2 separate regions of the Macaca mulatta genome follow, and region 1 is linked to region 2. The links are chromatin contacts, called in public Hi-C maps. All regions are on one chromosome and are shown on one strand. Each heading gives the region's core, a stretch centred on a gene start, on an enhancer-like site or on the middle of the called end of the contact. The rest is flanking DNA. Distances are from core to core; before and after follow the strand shown. Region 1 has its middle 42 kb from the start of ZC3HC1. Region 2 has its middle 63 kb from the start of MIR183.

Region 1 (4,621 bases), core at 1,778-4,277, 190 kb before region 2:
TTAATAGACTTAACAGGTGGAGCATTCTCTTTGGGGCTTTCCTCACTTACACTCTTCTGGTTGTGGGTGCCTGAGAGCCCCTTCTGAATCCCTTCCATCCTATTCCATCTTAGCAACAAAAACAGCTGCACACACAGCTTGACCATCGACAAAAGTACAAACTCAGTTTTCCTTTCTATGTTTAGTTTTATTTCTATTCTAGGTTTTCTTTGGCTTTATCCAGCTGCCATCTTGGTCAGTTGGCCCATGCCCTCAGAAGTGAATGCTGCATTTAAACCCTTTAATTAGAGACCATTCATTCCATCTGTATCCCATACTCTCTTTTCTCGTTGCTCCTTGGCTACAGCTGTGGTGGTTATTGTTTTTCTTGCCACAGTGCCTCTCTAGTTGGACTGACTGTTGTGTGGCTGAAGCCAATTATGAAGAGAGGGAAACAGGAACATACAAAGGCCTCTGTGTAGGACAGGTAGGTCATGGAGATTTGGTCACGTATCCACAGATTATCCAACGAGTCAGATAATTACAACAACATACTCTTCAGCTTTCTGTACTCACTTCTTTCTATTAGCCACCTATTGATATCCCAGTAAGCAGATATGGAGGAAAATTGTTTCCTGTAATGGGTCAGTAACAGCCCTCAAAGGGATGGTAGTAGGAACAGAAAATGTGAAGCCTGGAAGGGAATCAAGATTCACCTCCAAGTTCTTCATAGTTCTCATGGGGAAGCCATGATCACAGAGACAAGAAAATCCTTTTTAGCCTCTGTGTCCATTTCTTGGCCAGTCTTGTCCAACCTAACTAGAACCAGTGCAGAAGAAGGAAAGGCACAAAGAATACCTGGACGGCACAGCGGGTTTTGAGCCAATCAGAAGTGATAGCAAAGCCAGGCACAGTGGCTCACGCCTGTAGTCTCAGCACTCTGGGAGGCCGAGGCAGGCGGATCACTTGAGGTCAGGAGTTCAAGACCAGCCTGGCCAACGTGATGAAACCCCATTCCTACTAAAAATACAAAAATTAGCTGGGTTGGCCGGGCGCGGTGGCTCAAGCCTATAATCCCAGCACTTTGGGAGGCCGAGACGGGCGGATCACTAGGTCAGGAGATCGAGACCATCCTGGCTAACACGGTGAAACCCCGTCTCTACTAAAAAATACAAAAAACGCCGGGTGCGGTGGCTCAAGCCTGTAATCCCAGCACTTTGGGAGGCCGAGACGGGTGGATCACTAGGTCAGGAGATCGAGACCATCCTGGCTAACACGGTGAAACCCCGTCTCTACTAAAAAATACAAAAAACTAGCCGGGCGAGGTGGCGGGCGCCTGTAGTCCCAGCTACTCAGGAGGCTGAGACAGGAGAATGGCCCGAACCCGGGAGGTGGAGCTTGCAGTGAGCTGAGATCCGGCCACTGCACTCCAGCCTGGGCGACAGAGCGAGACTCCGTCTCAAAAAAAAAAAAAAAAAAAAAAAATTAGCTGGGCACGGTGATGGGTGCCTGGAGTTCCAGCTACTCGGGAAGCTGAGGCAGGAGAATCACTTGAATCCAGGAGGCGAAGGTTCCGGTGAGCCGAGATCGCACCACTGCACTTCAGCCTGGGCGACAGAATGAGGCTGTATCTCAAAAAAAAAAAAAAAAGGGGGATAGCAAAACCAAGACTGCAGCTGGAGTCTACCTCCTACTGAGAAGCGGGGAATCAGTCTTCAGAAGAACCTCTGAAACTTGATTTTACTACTACTGCAAATAGCTATCTCTTTTAAGTACAGATTGTTTGCCAAGCACTGGTCTAAGCATTTTATCTTATTTAAGCCTCATAGCAGTCCTATGAGGTAGGTATAATTACTGTTCCATTTTTACAAATGAGGAAACAAAAGCATAAGTTAATTACTTTGTTCAGGATCACACAGCCCAGTAAGTGAGGGCCGGGATTCAAACTCAGTCCATCAGCCTCCAAGGCAGACCCCACGGCCTGCCTCTAACCAAAGACATGCATGACGATGTTTAATACCATTGTTACTTGGATTTTTTTTGTTTGTTTTTGTTTTTGTTTTGAGACAGTCTTGCTCTGTTGCCCAGGCTAGAGTGCAATACTGCAATCTCGGCTCACTGCAACCTCTGCCTCCCGGGTTCAAGTGATTCTGCCTCAGCCTCCCTAGTAGCTGGAACTACAGGCACCCGCCATCACGCCCGGCTAATTTTTTATTTTTATTTATGTATTATTTATTTGAGACAGGGTCTCACTCTGTCACCTAGGCTGGAGTACAGTGGCAGGATCTCGGCTCACTGCAACCTCCACCTCCCAGGCTCAAGCCATTCTCCTCCCTCAGCCTCCTGAGTAGCTGGGATTACACGCATGTGCCACTACCGCCTGGCTAATTTTTGTGTTTTTAGTAGAGACGGGGTTTCACCATGTTGGCCAGGCTGGTCTTGAACTCCTGACCTCAAGGATCCACCCGCCTCGACCTCCCAAAGTGCTGGGATTACAGCGGTGAGCCACCACGCCCAGCCTGAGGCCTTTCTTCTGTAGATCCAGAGAAACTAGATGTCAAGGGAAATGCAATTTATCAAATACTAAGTGATAAGAAAATCTCCCCTCCTAAGGATCATGCCATCTCCCAAGTCTCCAAGAGCTGGGGCAAGACACTGTAGCCGACTTGAGAATCAAGTTCAGGTATGAGGCCAGGCGTGGTGGCTTACGCCTATAATCCCAGCACTTTGGGAGGCCAACACAGGCAGATCATTTGAGCCCAGGAGTTCAAGACCAGAGTAGATAACATAGGGAAACCCCGTCTCTACCAAAAAAAAATTAGCCAGGTGTGGTGGTGTCCCAGCTACTCAGGAGGCTGAAGTGGGAGGATCACTTAAGCCTAGGAAGTCAAAACTGCAGTGAGCTGTGATCACACCAGTGCCCTCCAGCCTGGGCGACAGAGCAAGACCCTGTCTCAGGAAAAAAAACAAGTTCAAGAATGTGACCTCAGTGCCAGGCAGGAATGCTAGCAGTACCCACCAAGACCACTAGATGGCCCCCGTGTTCCACATCTGGCTTACCTTGATGGAATTGCCAACACAAGACATCATCATTCTTACTTTGTCCTTATTTTGTTACAGGGTCTCTCCACTAACCCCACTTAAGCTCTACCAAATGCAGTGATGGAAACAGAAAGAGACTGAAAGCATTGGGACAGTCAGCAGAGAGAGAGAGAAATGAGAATGGGTATTTATTGAGGAGACAGAGAAGGAAAAAGTCCTCTAAATTTAAGGTCAGAGTTGGGGCCTTGCATCCAGGAATAGTGGCTCGAGTAGCAAGGATAAGAATCAGATTGAATGGGAAGTCAACCGAAAGGGAAATCCAGGGGACTGTGAGCCATTGGCAGCCACACTGGGACACACGCAGGCCTCCCCAGGTGTCATCCTTTGGCTGATCTCAGCACCCGCACTCAGGGCTGGGCCACCCCAGGGCCAACCTGCACAGTTAGGCAAGCCACTAATGAAGCATGATGATACACTCACAGGGGCATGAGCGGTGTCTCATCACAGCCAGGGCGCCGCCCAGACCCACCAGATGACCCTTTTCTTGCGAGGATTCCCAAGTCTGTGACTAATGCTAATTAACCCTGACTCACTGTAGCACTGAGCACACAGAGGTCATTATCTCCACTGGAAGGAGTGGGGAAACTGAGGTGTGGAGTGGGGAAGCAGCTTTGCTCCATCAGTGTCACCAGGTCAGGAGTTGATCCCTGCCCTTCTCAAAAGCCCGTGAGGCTGTCCTTGGTAATCAGGAGTAGACACTTCCGGCGGGGCTAAGGGTGGAGGGGATAGGGCCTTTCCCCACTGCTGTTTCCATGTGAGTCAGAGTCACAGAGCTGGAAGCAGAGTTGCAGACTACTTGGTCTCATCCCTGAGGAATCTGAAAGCCAGAGTGGGGAGTGAAGGCTAAGATCACACAGCAGGTTGTGGCTGCGCCACGCCTAGAATCCTGAGGCTTCTTGCTGAGTCCCCTTGCACTACAGTCATGACGACAGAGCAGGAGAGAGGGAGTACCCTGTGAGAGTCAGGAGCACCAGCTCACTAGCCAGGAGTGGTGGCATGTGCCTATAGTCCCATTATACTAGGGAGGCTGAAGTGGGAGGATCGCTTGAGCCCAGGAGTTCCAGACTGCAGTGAGCTGTGATTGCACCACTGCACTCCAGTCTGGGTGACAGAGCAAGACACCTTGTTTATAAAAAAGAAAAATAAAGGGGGAAAAAAAATGCACCAGCTCTAGGTCAGGTAGCTTGGCAGGTAGATCTAGCAGGCTGTAGGTTCGATAGCCTGAGTTCAGATCCTGGATTCACTGGTCACCGGCTGTGTGTTTCTGAGCCTGTGACAACCTCAGCTTCCTCATCTGTAAAATAGGGATAATACTAGCAGCTGTGTCACAGGAATGTTTCGAGAATTCATTGACATATGTGAAGTGCTTAGAGCGGGGCCTGGCACATGAGAAGTGCTCAGGAAACATTAGCTGTTTGTTTAAGCTGGCTGTTTGTTAAGCCCAGTCACCTCTCTGGCCGCGTGTCTCCAGTTTACCTGGTCTTTTGGAACTCCTGAAGGAAGGGAGCACCAAAACTGTAGGTGTTGGGATCACGAGAAA
Region 2 (5,316 bases), core at 525-3,024:
CGGTTTCCCTCCCCTTTTTAGTGCTTTAGTGCCCATAGTTTTTGGATCCTCATGTTTTACCAGCGCAAGCCATTCTTCGCCCCTGTTCGCATAACTGAGCTCAAGCTCTTGCCAAACACCAACAAGCAAGATGGTTGCAACCTGGCAACATTGAATCCACCGCCCTTAGGCTCCCTCTGGAAGCCCCAGCACCGGGGGCTTATGGGCACAGGGTCAGTGGTGGCCATCCTGGACACTGGCATTTGGCTTTGTCTTCAATCTCATCGCCCTCCTTGAGGTTACTGTGCAGTTTCAACCAGCATTTTATACTAGTGAGGTCATTATCAGGAGTTGCCATATCATCTCTCCAGTACCTAACATTTCTCATCCTCTTCAAAAGCTGTTCTGACTGCCAGCTGGCTGATCTAAGCTCCTGAGGAATGTCTCCTCTCAAAGGCATTTTTCCCTCCAAAGGCCCCCAGAAGTCCTAGTTGGCATTGGCCTGGCACGTGCTTTATATTAGGCCTCCCGTTGGGATGGCTGAGAATCATGAAAGACAGATCCTCCGCTAGGCTCAATGGGTCATTTCTAGACACCAAGTCTCTGGGAACTAGTGTTTGATTTTAAATGGCATATGGCCCTTCTTGTTTCAGTGACTTAGAAAAGTAAAAGCCACTTAACAAAAGTTAGCAAGATTTTTTATCGACTTCCCACCTGGGCTCCTAGCCTTGTTGAATGAAATCAAATATCTCTGATTGGGCGCAACGAACTGCATTTCTTTGGACTTCCGAATCCATGTTTATGCTTTCTCTGGCTCCTTAACACCTCGGCGATTCCGTTAGGGATGGGATGAGTGGGAGGAAGCCCTTTGAGAAGGGGGAATCGGCCCTCTGGTGCGCAGGTTTTCCACTCATCTGAGGAAGGGCCAGGGCTCTGAACTTAGCCAAACACTCATCTTGGCTGTGGGCTTGGGAAGAAATGGCCATTATTTATGGATTGTATTTGGTACATATTGTGTGATACTTGAAAAGATAAAAGGGACTGCCAGCCCGTAACTGAAATCTGAAGCTTCTTATCGCTTATTTTTCCTTGCCCTGTCTCCTCCCTTCCACCTTTCTTCTTGCATTGTGATGATCTAGTAGGCATGTCTGTCAACAGGACACATGCCTCCTCTGACTATAACCTCTTAATAGTTGTGTATAATGAAAACTGTAAACTTTTTTAAATAAACGTGTATATACCTTGGCAAATGGCTGGACCTTGATCAATAAGATAATAGCCCTCATGATTACTGATAGCCCTCATGATTACTGTCAGCTGGTTTTCTAAAATACCCTCTCTGTTCTGGCTCCTTTGAGTAGCAGACGCTGGCTTCTTCTGGCTAAGCAGCTCTTGGAATGCAGGTGACTAAATTAGTTTGGGAAGGGAGTGGCACCCTTAGGCAGTGATAACCTAGAGGCTCTGCCCAGAGGCCTGTCCTTGAACCTGGAACTCAGATGCAAGACTGCTGGCTATGAACGGGGCTGTGAGGCTCCTCCACTAGAGCCTTGTAAAGCCCGAAGGTCCCTATCTACCCCTATGCCTAAACCTTCTAAGCCCTGTCAACTCACACCCAGTGAGGATACTCCGAGGCCTGGAGTTCACGGACAGTGCAGCTTCCTGCCAGGGCTGATCTGCCTAAACAGGTGGTCCTCTGCCAAGTGCTACGCCTCCTGGGAGATGAGGACGGTGGGTTTTGCATGGGAAAACGCTTATCGCTGGATTAGACCAGCATTTCGATTGCTTTCTAAAGCGTTTGCTCTCGGTTACCACCAGATGGCGATACTGCTCAGTCTAATGGAGACGGTTTTGTTAGCAGGACCTTAAGACAAAGGAAATACTTTTGCTTTGTTCGTGTGTTCTCATTCCATCTCTTTTCCACTGTTTTCTCCTTGTTCATTCCCCTAAACTCCTTTTTCTCCTTCCCTACATCCTGATGCATACTCCTCAGTTGGCCCGGCTTCATACCTACCTGCCAGATTGAATGAGGTGGGACTGCTGAGGAATGGTGTGCCAGTGCCTGCTCCCTCCCCACTGGCAGGGAACCCCCTAGCTACCCTGGATGCCTCCAGAGCCCAGAAGCAAAACGTTTAAGACCCTCTTTGTGGGTGGCACTCACGGGCCCTTTAGCCAAAGGACTGAACCACAGAGCCATGAGTTCAAGTCCCAGCCCTTCCATTAACCAGCTGTGCAACTTCAGGCCCCTCACTGGGCTTTCATGGACCTTGGGTACTAAGCTGTAAAGCAACATCCCTAGACTAATAGGTTCTGACTCTGCCACCCTGTGACTCAACTCCACCCAGGCCGCAAAACAGTGCCCCGTCACAAGATAGAGTAACAGAGAGGATGCTAGATATTAACCACGAAACACCAAGGTTTGAACACAGGTTTAGAGTTTTTAGGCCAAAGAGCTTTGGGGTGTAGAGCAGTTTCCATCCTAAACGGGACTTAAGAGGTACATAGGCCATGTGAACAGTCATTCCATTGATCTCACGTAAGGCAGCTGCTTTTAACCCCCCCCTACTTTCCCCCCACCAAGGAGAAGTCTCAGTGCAGTTGCTGGCACTTGGGTCTCCCAACCGCCCCCCTCCGCCAACCCTGGGAATCCCACCCAGCACCACTCACCCTCGGCCTCAGTCTAGCTGCTTCCCAAGTGGCAGGTGGCTTGTCACTACTTGCCTGAGTCATCGTTCCTTTCCTGGGAAGGGGACCGGGGTTTCTGAGGCACATTGTCCTGGAAAAGAAAGCTGGTGGGCTCTGAGCCTCAAAACTTTCTTGCTGGCTCTGAAGGCTGCTCTGTCCCCCTGGGAATGAGTGCCTGTGACACTGGATCTGGGGGTGTCCCGCTCCCCACCCAGAACCAAGACAAAGGATTTTTCTGACTCCCACAATCCCTGGAGCTGCAGAGGCCTTGTAGCCTCCTGGCAGGCTGAAGCAGCCCTATTTGTAAGTGGCATCTCAGGGACTCACCCCCCGCTGAGCCCCAGACAGTGCAACTTGGGCCCAAGCCTGCTGTCTTGGGCCTCAGGGTGTACTGTGTGTGTGCCCCCAACTTCTTGGAACTGAAGAGTTATCCTGACCAGGGATTTAATGTTAGAAGATAAAAGATAGGAGCATTTCCCTCTGTGTGTGTGTGGCACACGTGTGCCTGTGCGCGTGTATGTGTACCTACGTAGTGAAGGGTGTTTATTTTCGGAAAAAGGGCACTTCTGAAGACCTGAGCTCCTCAGAGCTCTTTGGGGCTCAAGACTTGGCTCCCAGGACCTGGTGTCAAGGGGTCAGAGGTGGCAACAATGGACTTAGACTCCCTAAGAGAAAACTACACCCTTCTGGCTGTGCCTGTAGGTGACAGTGAACCTAGAATGGGGTGCTGGACACCAGGTGCAGCTGGCATTCAGGCCTCCCTCAGCTTCCTCTCCTGGGGTCCTGGCCGCCAAGGCTGGCCAGCGCGCAGCAAGAGGCTCCTTGGAGAAGCTTCCGCCTCTTTGTGGGCAGCCTCGCCTCCACTTTCTCCACTCCTCAGTTCTGTAAGCAGCCCTTCAGGACCTGCCGCACTCCACTCGTGTGTGTTCACACGCACAGGACAAGGCTTTTAAAGATGCATTTTTTTCTTTTTCTTTCTTTTTTTTTTTTTTTGGAAACACGATCCCACTCTTGCCCAGGCTGGAGTGCAGCGGCATAATCATGGTTCACTGCAGCCTCAACTGATCCTCCCACTTCAGCCTCCTGAGTAGCTGGGACTACAGTCACATGCCACCACGTCCAGCTAATGTTTGTATTTTTTGTACAGATGGGGTTGTGCCATGTTGCCCATGGCTGGTCTTGCACTTCTAGGCTCAAGCGATCTGCCCACCTTGGCCTCCCAAAGTACTGGGATTAAATTTTAAAACGAGTGTAAATTGTTCTGAAAAACAACTTTGTTTTGTAGGACTACGTGTCACTTTAAATGTTGAAAACGTAGCGTCCAAATTGAGATGTGCTTTGTGAAATACTCCCTGGATTTCAGAGTTAACACAAAAGTAAGAATGTTCTAATGAGCCACTGCGCCCGTCTAAACGATGCATTTCTGCCAATTTGAAAATTATGTGCTGGTAACAAATCAGGATTCCAGAAACATGCCCTCCTCCAGAGGGGACCACCATGGGCAGGGCTGAAGAGGGCTTCCCCTCACGAGCCTCACTCACTGCAGTGAGCCCTTCGGTAAGTAGATCAGGACATTAACTGCTTATGCTGTGCCAGGTGACTTAGTCACACAGACAGTGGCATAACTGTGCTAGAACCTGGGTCCTCAGGCCATCCATATGTGTTCCTTCCAAGAATCATGCTGTGCCAAGCTTAATGCGTGCCCCCAATGCCCGCTGGGGCTGTGGGCACCTGTGTCTGTGTGACCCTCATGCCGCCTGGGCCCTATGAGATGCTCCCTGGCTGACCTCCTGCCCAGGGCTCACTCTATGAGCATGGTCTCTGAGGATCAGGGCCTTTCCCCGTACACATCCCCATTTCCACTGACAATGGTGTCCTCGACCTCCGGTGCCTGCAGTAGGGTCAGAAAATAAAACTCTAGATTTACCTCAAACCCTCTTCCTAGTGCAGAAATATAGAAATAGAATGTGATCTACATTTATCATTAAAAACATTCTAGTAAATGTTTTTAGTTCTAGTAAATCTAGTTTTTAGATTCTAGTAAATCTAGTAAAAACATTCAAACCTTTTTTTAAAAAAGGTTAAATGTTTCATTTAACTCAATATATCAAAAACATTTCAGCGTGAGGTCGGGCACTGTGGCTCACGCCTGTAATCCCAGCACTTTGGGAGGTCGAGGCAAGCGGATTACCCGAGGTCAGGAGATCGAGCCCATCCTGGCCAACATGGTGAAAACCTGTCTCTACTAAAAATACAAAAATTAGCCGGGCATGGTGGCAGGCACCTGTAATTCCAGTTACTTGGGGGGCTGAGGCAGGAGAACCAGTTGAACCTGGGAGGCAGAAGTTGCAGTGAACCAAGATGACGCCACTGCACTCCAGCCTGGGCAACAGAGTGAGACTCTGTCTCAAAAAACAACAACAACAAAAATTCAGCATGTAATTCACAGTAAAAGAATAAGATAGTTTGTATTCTTATTTTTGTGCTAACTCTGAAATCCAGGGGGCATTTCACAAAGCACATCTCAATTTGGAAGCTACACTTTAAACATTTAAAGTGACACGTGGTCCTACAAAACAAAGTTGTTTTGCAGAACAATTTACACTCGTTTTAAAATTAAATATTAATTAAAATTATATACCATGAAAAATGTGA

What was found. A called contact is a pair of places that touch in the nucleus more often than the background predicts.
Region 1: a contact with region 2 is called in a Hi-C map of fibroblasts, with 4 times the contacts expected there. The contact joins two enhancer-like sites. A contact is called at or near these places in 5 of 14 Hi-C or Micro-C datasets (blood, fetal cortex germinal zone, fetal cortical plate and 2 more).

The regions. Positions count from the first base shown.
Region 1 is chr3:169,689,052-169,693,672 of T2T-MMU8v2.0, reverse strand. No RefSeq gene overlaps it. Among named protein-coding and RNA genes, the nearest start is that of ZC3HC1, 42 kb to the left of the region's middle. Within about 2 kb of position 3,027, at least 5 of the 40 cell types and tissues checked have an H3K27ac peak or open chromatin away from gene starts, as enhancers often do.
Region 2 is chr3:169,501,094-169,506,409 of T2T-MMU8v2.0, reverse strand. It overlaps a transcript of UBE2H not described here. Among named protein-coding and RNA genes, the nearest start is that of MIR183, 63 kb to the right of the region's middle. Within about 2 kb of position 1,774, at least 13 of the 40 cell types and tissues checked have an H3K27ac peak or open chromatin away from gene starts, as enhancers often do.